Regions from separate parts of the Ovis aries genome. Here region 2 is linked to region 1. Evidence: chromatin contacts called from public Hi-C data. All regions are on one chromosome and are shown on one strand. Each heading gives the region's core, a stretch centred on a gene start, on an enhancer-like site or on the middle of the called end of the contact. The rest is flanking DNA. Distances are from core to core; before and after follow the strand shown. Region 1 holds the start of POLDIP3 (DNA polymerase delta interacting protein 3). Region 2 holds the start of ARFGAP3 (ADP ribosylation factor GTPase activating protein 3).

What was found. Hi-C and Micro-C count contacts between places; a contact is called where the count stands out from the background.
Region 2: a contact with region 1 is called in a Hi-C map of mixed tissues, with 4 times the contacts expected there. The contact joins the promoter of ARFGAP3 here to the promoter of POLDIP3 in region 1. A contact is called at or near these places in 10 of 16 Hi-C or Micro-C datasets (blood, hypothalamus, liver and 4 more).

Annotation. Positions count from the first base shown.
Region 1 is chr3:219,391,337-219,396,281 of ARS-UI_Ramb_v3.0, forward strand. POLDIP3 (DNA polymerase delta interacting protein 3) reads right to left here and starts at 3,517. Exons shown (of 8, transcript XM_060413613.1): 1 at 3,379-3,517. The coding sequence starts at 3,437. It overlaps LOC114114089 (a long non-coding RNA gene), which reads left to right and starts at 3,820. Exons shown (of 2, transcript XR_003588951.3): 1 at 3,820-4,945. It overlaps LOC114114287 (U12 minor spliceosomal RNA), which reads left to right and starts at 3,820; the gene lies at 3,820-3,969.
Region 2 is chr3:219,592,203-219,597,642 of ARS-UI_Ramb_v3.0, forward strand. It overlaps ARFGAP3 (ADP ribosylation factor GTPase activating protein 3), which reads right to left and starts at 2,007. Exons shown (of 15, transcript XM_060414283.1): 1 at 1,849-2,007. The coding sequence starts at 1,917.

The sequences.
Region 1 (4,945 bases), core at 2,267-4,766:
CAAGAGAGGCAGGCCCACACTGCAGCTGGTGCCCAGTGCTACCCTGAGGAGACTCATCTATGGGTCTTGAACAACTGAAACCACTATAGACATGCTGTGTTGGGGGAAGAACAGCACCTCACCACAGCCTGGATGAAGTATCATAAAATAATCCCCCACTTTCTTGAATCTCATATTAATCAAAGAACTTTCTGATGATTAATTGAGGGCCAAATAATAATGATGGTAATGACACCTTTCTTGACTTACACAGTACAATGAACACAAAACAGAATAGCTGTTCTGAAGAACAAGCACATTCCACGACTTTTGAGAATCGGTTTATTTACACTTGCAGAGGCTCAGTCCTTTGCTATTTCCTTTAAGAAGAGAAAAGAAGTTTTCTTTCTCTTGCTTTTTTTTTTAAAAAGAAGAGAAAAGAAGTTTTCTTTTTCTTTTTTTTTTTTTAAAAGAAGAGAAAAGAAGTTTTCTGAGATGGTCATAGGCTCTTCCTAAATTATTAAGCACAAAGTTCTCTCTGTGACATCCCTACACTACACCAAGGTGCCAGTAAAGAGATTTCTTCTAAGGAGCAAGTAGAACAGCATTTATTTACTGTAGGAAATACCATTTGTTCAGACCTTTCACAGCTCTTGACAAGAACTCTAACCCCCGATCTAGTTTTTCTCTTTTGGCTGTGCAAGCAAAATGGAGTTTCCAGTAGGTTTAATCCAAACCCAGCATGTGGTCCAGTTTCTTTCACACTGTCTCTTTGCCTGCATTTCCCCCAAATCAATCTTTACATAATAGCAACGCAATATTCTCACACTGAAGACTGAATATTACTTCTTTCCTTAAAAGCCTTCATTAACAATAATGACGAGAGCTAACATCTACTGGGCACTTAGTACCCACTAGATGCTTTCTGAAGTACTTTAGATACATTAATTCACTTAGTCCTGACAATAACCAGTAAATATTACCCATGTTTTACAGATAAGAAAAGAGAGGCATGGCATGGTTAAGTAACTTTCATATGACAAGTGGGACTGAAACTTGGCAGTCTGACTCTAGGACCCCAATGCTTACTTATTATGTCCCCTAAAGGAGGGATTTGGGCTTCTACTTCTTTAAAGCCATCTGCTGAACACTTACTATCTGGTACAAAGTTTAAAACATACACTCTTACATCCTCATATTTAATCTTCTCAACCACCTCAGTTCAGTTCAGTCGCTCAGTCATGTCCTACTCTTTGCGACCCCATGAATTGCAGCACACCAGGCCTCCGTGTCCATCACCATCTCCCAGAGTTCACTCAGACTCACATCCATCGAGTCTGTGATGCCATCCAGCCATCTCATCCTTGGTCGTCCCCTTCTCCTCCTGCCCCCAATCCCTCCCAGCATCAGAGTCTTTTCCAATGAGTCAACTCTTCGCATGAGGTGGTCAAAGTACTGGAGCTTCAGCTTTAGCATCATTCCTTCCAAAGAAATCCCAGGGTTGATCTCCTTCAGAATGGACTGGTTGGATCTCCTTGCAGTCCAAGGGACTCTCAAGAGTCTTCTCCATCAACCACCTACCTGGAACCGTTATTACAAACAAGGAAACTGCCTAAATCAGAGGTCATCAGGCCACAGAAGCAAAGAACCCCACAATGGGGCCCGCCAAGGGACCAGGTCTGCCTGGCTGCAGAGTCTCTGCTCTTGTGGGGGATCCACAAATACTCCCTTCCCTGCAGTCCCATCCAAGGCCCATCACAAGACACTACACACATCAACACCAACTGCAGGTACAGACTGCCTGCAGTTGGGAACCAAGGGGAGCACCTGCAGGAAGCTCAGGTCCTGGGAAGCTGGCTCCCTCAGCAACTGTCCAGCAAACCTGTGAAACCTGGATGGGCTCAGACGTCACCAGAGGACCCAGTACCAATTTCCTGCCAGTTACTAGAGGGTAGACCTAAAAGAGGGCTTCCCAGGTGGCGCAGTGGTAAAGAACCTGCTGGCTGAGGCACAAGCCACAGGAGATGCCAGTTCGATCCCTGGGTGGGGAAGAACCCCTGGAGGAGGAAGTGGCAACACACTCCAATATTCTTGCCTGGAAAATCCCATGGACCAGAAGAGCCTGGCAGGCGACAGTCTATGGGGTCGCCAAGAATCGCACACGACTGAGCACACAACACAAGCACAAGGATAGAGGAAATCAATGCTGCGTGCCTATTATGAACCAGAAACCTCGTGAAGGGCTGGCTGGGGAATGGGGGGGGGGGGGGGGGGGGGGCGGGAGCAGTTGTGGTGGATCTGTGTGTACAGGTTGAGGGTGAGGGATACCTTTCGCACAGTGAAAAGAATCCATTTTCCAGCCACCACACAGGCGGTATTAATAAACATCTGCCGAGTGAACGACTGCCGGAGAAAACAACATCCTTCTTTACAGCCTCGCTTCTCCACAAGGACATCTGAACTAATCTAACCCGTGCTAGAAAACCACTGGCCCAGGTTTCCCATCTCTTTCACATAGATGAACTGGAGCCCTATAGAGTCTGGAAATGACTACCAATATTTTAAGAGTCCAGAGGAAGTTTGGGTCACAAAACTGCAAGCCAACTACGCGACTCTCCACCCCGACACAGAACAGGGTTCTCTGAGAGTCATCAAGAAACGGCCGGCCTCCCGCCCCGTCCCGCCAGTTTGTCTTGCCCAAGCCTGAGGCCAACTCTCAGAGCGCACTCGGCCCCGCTCTGAGCTCTCCGCGGCCGCGGGCAAATTCCACCTCAAGCCCCTCACTTGGAAAACATTAATAGCTGGCTGCCAGGACTGCGCGCCGGCGAAGCGCCCCCGAGAACCTGAAATGCCTCACAAAGGGCTGCGAGTGTGAACAGCGGGGAACCGGGCGAAGGATTTGGAAATCTTAAAGGTCTGACTTTGGGTCGCGGTTTCGGCAGCAACAGACCCGGAGAGTCTGAGCAAATCACTTCTCCGAGAAACTCCAGTCCTGACTCGAAGGCCGCGCGGAGACCTTGGCGCCGCGCCCGTCTCCTCAGAGGAGGAGGGGGCTGCGCCGGGGAGACCCTCCGGACTCCAGGCAGGCCGCGGGGCAGCGTGTCCGGTCCGCGGCCGCAGCTCCGCCCCCGGCGGGCCGCCCCGCGGGCCGCGAGCACAAGCCCAGCAGTCCTGCCCCTTCATCGGCGGCGGCCCCACCAGCCTCCGCGCCTACAGCCAGTGGGCGGCCGGGCGACCCGGCCCGCGGCGGCGGCGGCGGCCGGGCCAATGAGGAGCGCGGCTGAGGTAGGGGGCGGGCGCAGACTGGCCCTCCGCGTCGCTCCCGGGCCGCTCCCTCCTCCGCCTCAAGCCCCACTAAGACTAGGACCCTGAAACCCGAAGGGGAAAAAGGCCACTCACCGCCCCTTCGCTGCAGCTCCTCGCTTTCGGATGAGCTCGTCCAGAGAGATGTCGGCCATCTTGCACCGCCGAACAAGCCGAGAGCACCTTAGGCTCCCTCAGGCTTCGAGCCCGCCCCTTCGGCCGCTGTGGAGCGACTAGCGGTTTCCGGCGTTCGGCAGATGAACTCTCGCGACAGTTCAGACTGAGAAAGGAACCGGAAGGGGCGGGGCTCTCCCCGTGAACCTTTGCGAGCCGGTTGCTTATCTGCATATTGTGGCCCTACCTTTCCCCCCCTCTCTCAACTAAAAAATAGTAAAATGAAAAGCGACATAGAACAATGAAATGAATAAGGCAGCCTTCAACGAACAAAGTACAGGCTTTAACGTTCCACTTTTATACTCACCGTATTGCTAATGAGATTGGGATTCATTACCTAGGAAGTAAGCCAGTTACGTCTTTATGCCTTAAACTTATGAGTAAGGAAAATAACGATTCGGGGTGACGCCCGAATCCTCACTGCTAATGTGAGACGAATTTTTGAGCGGGTAAAGGTTGCCCCTAAGGTGACCCGCCTACTTTGCGGGATGCCTGGGAGTTGCGATCTGCCCGTCCCCCTTATACTCGAAAAAGTAGAATGGTTTGGGTGTGTATGTATGGGATTGATTGAAAGTAATTATCGGTAGTACGTTTGTTACGGATTTACAGCAACAATTTGCTCCTGTGTTCTTTAAGGGGATTGTATGGACGGCTAATATTTTTAACGTTAGCTGTTTGTGTTTGAATGCAGCACACGGGGTCAAGCAGCTCCCAGTCTCACGTGTCTTACTTCCAGGCTGTATAACGTTCAGAAGCCAGCGGTTTTTCCTTCCTGTGTATATATGTACCTGTGTCTTCCTGGTCTGTACTGTGAGAGGGGGGCAAACAGCACAGACTTTTTGCGATCTAAGTATGTAACATGTGGAATTACCTTTTCGTTGAACCGCCTGCCCTGACCCTGGCATGAGATGGGTAGTCAATCGTATCTGAGGAGTTAATGAAACCCGGCTCCCTTGTGGTTCAGATGGTAAAGAATCTGCATATAATGCCGGAGACGCGGGTTCAGTCTCTGGGTTGGGAAGCTCTCCTGGAGGAGGGATAGGGCATGGCAACCCACTCCAGTATTCTTGCCCGGAGAATCCCAAGGACAGAGGAGCTGCTGGGCCGCAGTCCATGGAGTCGCAGAGTCGGACACGACTGAGACATTAACACACACAATCAATGGAAAATACAGGCGATGCCTTGAGCACAGTGCCAGGCACGGACTAAGTGCCCTATGAGTCACTACTGTTATTCTTTTCTAGGTCCGGCGAGTGGAGTTAGTTACTCTTGACAGCACCACAACACAATAAAAAATCCGGCGTCGGAAGGTCTGTGGAAAAACGAGCTGGTGAAGCCGGAGGGGGTCTGAGATTGGGCTTCAGAAGGAGGGGGGAAATCCAGATCGCCCCTGCACTGCCGAGACTGGGTGCCGGCCCCCTAAACTACTAGAGTAGGGTCCTTAACTGATACTATATCTGACAGTGAGCGGGATGGCTCTCCACCAGGA
Region 2 (5,440 bases), core at 757-3,256, 200 kb after region 1:
GATTGAACCCAGGTCTCCCGCATAGCAGGCGCATTCTTTACCAGCTGAGCCACAAGGGAAGCCCAATGGTTTATTACTAACAGTGTACCACACCGTGGAACACTACCACAAACTACTTTTGCTCAATGCTTTTATTAGCCCTACTACAGAATATACACTTTTTTTTACAGGTGTGTTGTTCATAATTAAAATAATAATAACAAAAATAGCTGATATGTATCGATGGCCAGTATATCCAGGTACTACTCTAAGTGTTTTTCTTGGATTTTCTCATTTAATCCTCACAATAACTCTCTAAATTAGACTCGGCTCATGCCCCATTTTCAGATGAGGGAAAAAAGGCACAAAGTGGTCAAGTAAGCTGCCCAAAGTGACAGGAAGTCACAGGGTCTGGACAACAATTTATAGGCAAGCCCACACATGTCCTTCAAAAGCACTCTTGGTATAAAAACACTGACTTCTTATTTAAAAGGGGCACCTTCCTGTTGATGAGTTCAGTCAATGAGAACATATGTTGTGTTTCTGAGATAAAGCAGACAGAAATACATGGTTTCTACTCTGCTAACTCTAGACCCTTATCTTGTCTAGTTTACAGCAACCACTCTTGATAAACAGATTCACGGAAATTTGAAAATCAAGAAAACAGCAAAGAAATCAGCACTGGAGAATTCCCAGAACCTTTCTCCTCTGGTCTTTCTTACATTCGTCAGATATCACCTCCAATAAATGGCTTCCTTTCGTATTTCTCTTAGGCTATAAAAATACTGGCTCCCCTCCACCTGGACTGAAAGACATCTACATGTTGTAAAACTCTGGGACTTTCTGTGCCATCCTGTCGAGGCTCATGACCATGCTGGTTAATAGCTGTTCACTTTGGAGGTGGCAGTGGGGGCCAGGCAGAACAGTCACGGAGAAGAGGGGAGAGTCCATGCTGACACGACCGGCCTTTGCACTAGCCAGGTTCCACGCCAACCTGTGATCCTCACCGTGGGTATCACTTAGCCTGATGCGTCATCCCAGTCGCAAAAAGTGCTGTAGCCAGTCGCAAAAAGTGCTAAGAGTCATAGGGGTGGGAAACAGCCCATGAGATGAAGAAAAAAAAGGAAAACTCTAATCTCCAAAGGGGACCCAAAGGGAAGGAAGGGAAAGAGTCTCTGCGGGGCTTTCTTAGCAAGAGAGCTCCAAGTCACTTAGCAGCAACTACTTAGCAGCTTCATGAGACACGGAGATTGAGGCTCCCACCAAAGGACACAGGGCACCAACCAGCCTCCAGCTGGCGCCTCTGGGGAGACTCAGAGGTGAGCTCGAAGGTGGGGAGGGGGCATGTTCAGCTTGCCCAGTGCTACCAGCTGGAGTTTCTGACCCAGTGCATACTTCCTGGCTGGGTCGCAGGTGCCCTGCGGGGTCCGCCCCCAATCGCGGGAGCCCCATGTACGCCCCCCTCCCCTCCATTCCTCTCTCAGGTCGCCCCTAGTTCTCTCAGGAACACAAGCGTCCACTCTGCTGCCCCCTCAAAGCCCCCTCTGCCTCCCCGTAAGCTCCCAGGCCCCGTACGCCCCTGGGACCCCCAGATGCTCCCGCCTCCCGCCCCCAGGACTTCCCAGGTGTCCACCCAGCCTTGGACATTGGCGTGCGCCCCCTCCCCCGCCCCTCCCTTGCTGAAGCGGGGAGGGCAGCGCACCGACCGGACCCAGGCCAGGCCCAGCCTTTGCGGCCGCACAGTGCGACGTGTCACACAGGCCGGGCCGGCTCCTCCTCCCAGCGGCCGCGGCCACTGGCGCCGTAGGGGCCGTCCCCGGGATCCCGCAGGGATGCCAGGCGAGCCTGAACACTCCTGGCGGCCGTTACCTTGTTGGTGGGCACCGAGCGGAGGCGCTTGAAGATGGTCAGGATGTCTTGCTTGCTGGGGTCCCCCATGATCACCCAAGAACCGGGGCGCAGCTGGCCCCGCCAACCGGGAAGGGCAGAGCTGCAGCGGTTGCAGCCTCCCGGGGGTAGACGCCGATCGAGGGGCGGGGCTGTCGGGGAAGATCAGACCCCCGCCTCTCGACGGCCCCGCCCTGGCCCCGCCCACCGCCGCAGCGCACGCGCTCCTCGCGTTGCTCGCTCAAATCCCGCCCCAGCGCGGCATGCGCATGCGTAGGGAAGCTCGCGCGCCTCCAGGCGCTTACCTGGGTTTTGCTCTGGGCGTTGCTTGTCGCCGGCGGACCTTGGTCAGGTTTATGCGCGCGCTCACGGCTGGCCGAGGCACCACCGCCTCGGATGACGCAGTCCTTCCTCGGCCACAGTCGGGCGGCAGAACCTGCCACTCCAAGTGGCAAAGGAGAAAACTTGCAGGGCGAGGGCCTCTCTTCCGTTTCTCATTGCCCGAGGGCAGGATTTTCTCTAGTCGCCTTTTAATATATTTATTTTGCCCCAGGCTAAAGCTGAGGCCTGGGTGGGAAGCGTCCTGTGGCGAAACTGACTGGTTTTCTTAAAGTATCAGTACCAGTTTCGCCACAGGACTCTTCCCACCCAGTCCTCAGCTTTATCTTGGGACAAAATAAATAAATATATTAAAAGGCGACTAGAGAAAATCCTGCCCTCGGGCATCGGGAAATGGAAGGGAGGCCCTCGCCCTGCAGTTTTCTCCTTTGCCACTTGCCTCCAGTACTGTTGCAGGATGGCGGACCCCTTCCAGGGCCCGAAACTGGGCTCTTGTCTAACACTCGAAAATGAATTGTCCAAGGAGAGATTTTATTGGGAAAGGGCACTCCGGTGGAGAGCAGTAGGGTAAAGGAACCCAGGAGAACTGCTCTGCCGTGTGGCTCGCAGTCTCGTGTTTTATAGTGATGGGATTAGTTTCTGGGTGGTCTCTGGCCAATGACTCTTAATTCAGAGTCTTTCCCGGTGGTGCATGCATCGCTCAGCCAAGATGGATGCTAGCGAGAGGGATTCTGGGATGTGGACGGACTCGCGGTGTCTTCTTTAGACCTTTCCGGAACTCTTCTGGTTCAGTTCAGTTCAGTTCAGTTGCTCAGTCGTGTCCGACTCTTTGCAACCCCATGAATCGCAGCACGCCAGGCCTCCCTGTCCATCACCAACTCCCGGAGTTCACTCACACTCATGTTCCCTGGTGGCTCAGAGGTTAAAGCGTCTGCCTGTTCGATCCCTGAGTTGGGAAGATACCCTGGAGAAGGAAATGGCAACCCACTCCAGTATTCTTGCCTGGAGAATCCCATGGACGGAGGAGTCTAGTGAGCTACATACAGTCCGTGGGGTCACAAAGACTTGGACGCGACTTCACTTTCCTTTCTTTCACAACCATCGAGTCTGTGATGCCATCCAGCCATCTCATCTTCTATCATCCCCTTCTCCTCCTGCCCCCAATCCCTCCCAGCATCAGAGTCTTTTCCAATGAGTCAACTCTTCGCATGAGGTGGCCAAAGTACTGGAGTTTCAGCCTTAGCATCATTCCTTCCAAAGAAATCCCAGGGCTGATCTCCTTCAGAATGAACTGGTTGGATCTCCTTGCAGTCCAAGGGACTCTCAAGAGTCTTCTCCAACACCACAGTTCAAAAGCATCAATTCTTCGGTGCTCAGCCTTCTTCACAGTCCAACTCTCACATCCATACATGACCACTGGAAAACCATAGCCTTGACTAGATGGAACTTAGTCGGCAAAGTAATGTCTCTGCTTTTGAATATGCTATCTAGGTTGGGCTTCCTTGGTGGCTCAGTGGGTAAAGCTTCTGCCTACAATGCAGGAGACCTGGGTTTGATCCCTGGGTCGGGAAGATCCCCTGGAGAAGGAAATGGCAAGCCATTCCAGTACTCTTGCCTGAAAAAATCTCATGGACTGAGAAGCCTGGTAGGCTACAGTCAATGGTGTTGCAAAGAGTCGGACATGACGGAGCGACTTTCCCCTGCATCTAGGTTGGTCATAACTTTTCTTCCAAGGAGTAAGCGTCTCTTAATTTCATGGCTGCAATCACCATCTGCTGTGATTTTGGAGCCCCAAAAAATAAAGTCTGACACTGTTTCCACTGTTTCCCCATCTATTTCCCGTGAAGTGATGGGACGGGATGCCATGATCTTCATTTTCTGAATGTTGAGCTTTAAGCCAACTTTTTCACTCTCCTCTTTCCCTTTCATCAAGAGGCTTTTTAGTTCCTCTTCACTTTCTGCCATAAGGGTGGTGTCATCTGCATATCTGAGGTTATTGATATTTCTCCCTGCAATCTTGATTCCAGCTTGTGTTTCTTCCAGTCCAGCGTTTCTCATGATGTACTCTGCATAGAAGTTAAATAAGCAGGGTGACAATAGACAGCCTTGATGGACTCCGTTTCCTATTTGAAACCAGTTTGTTGTTCCGTGTCCAGTTCTAACTGTTGCTTCCTGACCTGCGTACAGATTTCTCAAGAGGCAGGTTAGGTGGTCTGGTATTCCCATCTCTTTCAGAATTTTCCACAGTTTATTGTGATCCACACAGTCAAAGGCTTTGGCATAGTCAATAAAGCAGAAATAGATGTTTTTCTGGAACTCTCTTGCTTTTTCCATGATCCACAGGATGTTGGCAATTTGATCTCTGGTTCCTCTGCCTTTTCTAAAACCAGCTTGAACATCAGGGAGTTCATGGTTCACGTATTGCTGAAGCCTGGCTTGAAGAATTTTGAGCATTACTTTACTAGCATGTGAGATGAGTGCAATTGTGCGGTAGTTTGAGCATTCTTTGGCATTGCCTTTCTTTGGAATTGGAATGAAAACTGACCTTTTCCAGTCCTGTGGCCACTGCTGAGTTTTCCAAATTTGCTGGCATATTGAGTGCAGCACTTTCACAGCATCATCTTTCAGGATTTGAAACAACTCAACTGGAATTCCATCACCTCCACTAGCTTTGTCCTTAGTGATGCTTTCTAAGGCCCACTTGACTTCACATTCCAAGATGTCTGGCTCTAGATGAGTGATCACATCATCATGATTATCTGGGTCGTGAAGATCTTTTTTGTACAGTTCTTCTGTGTATTCTTGCCACCTCTTCTTAATATCTTCTGCTTCTGTTAGATCCATACCATTTCTGTCCTTTCCATATTCCTTATCAGGATCTCTTGTCATAAAAAAAACTCATGCAAATGGTTACTATGGTGCTTGGCTAGGGTGGGAGGTTTCAATCAGTGTGCTTCCCCTAACAACTCCCACCTTTCCGCAAGAGTAATATTGCCTGGAAAATCCCATGGACAGAGGAGCCTGGTAGGCTACAGTCCATGGGGTCGCAAAGAGTCGGACACGACTGAGCGACTTCATTTTGGGTATATCAATTATTGTTCAGTTGCTAAGTAGTGTCGGACTCTTTGCAACCCCGTGGACTGCAGCATGGCCAGGCTTCCCTGTCCTTCACGCTTTCCTGGAATTTGCTCAGACTCATGTCCACTGAGTTGGTGATGCCATCCAACCATCTCAT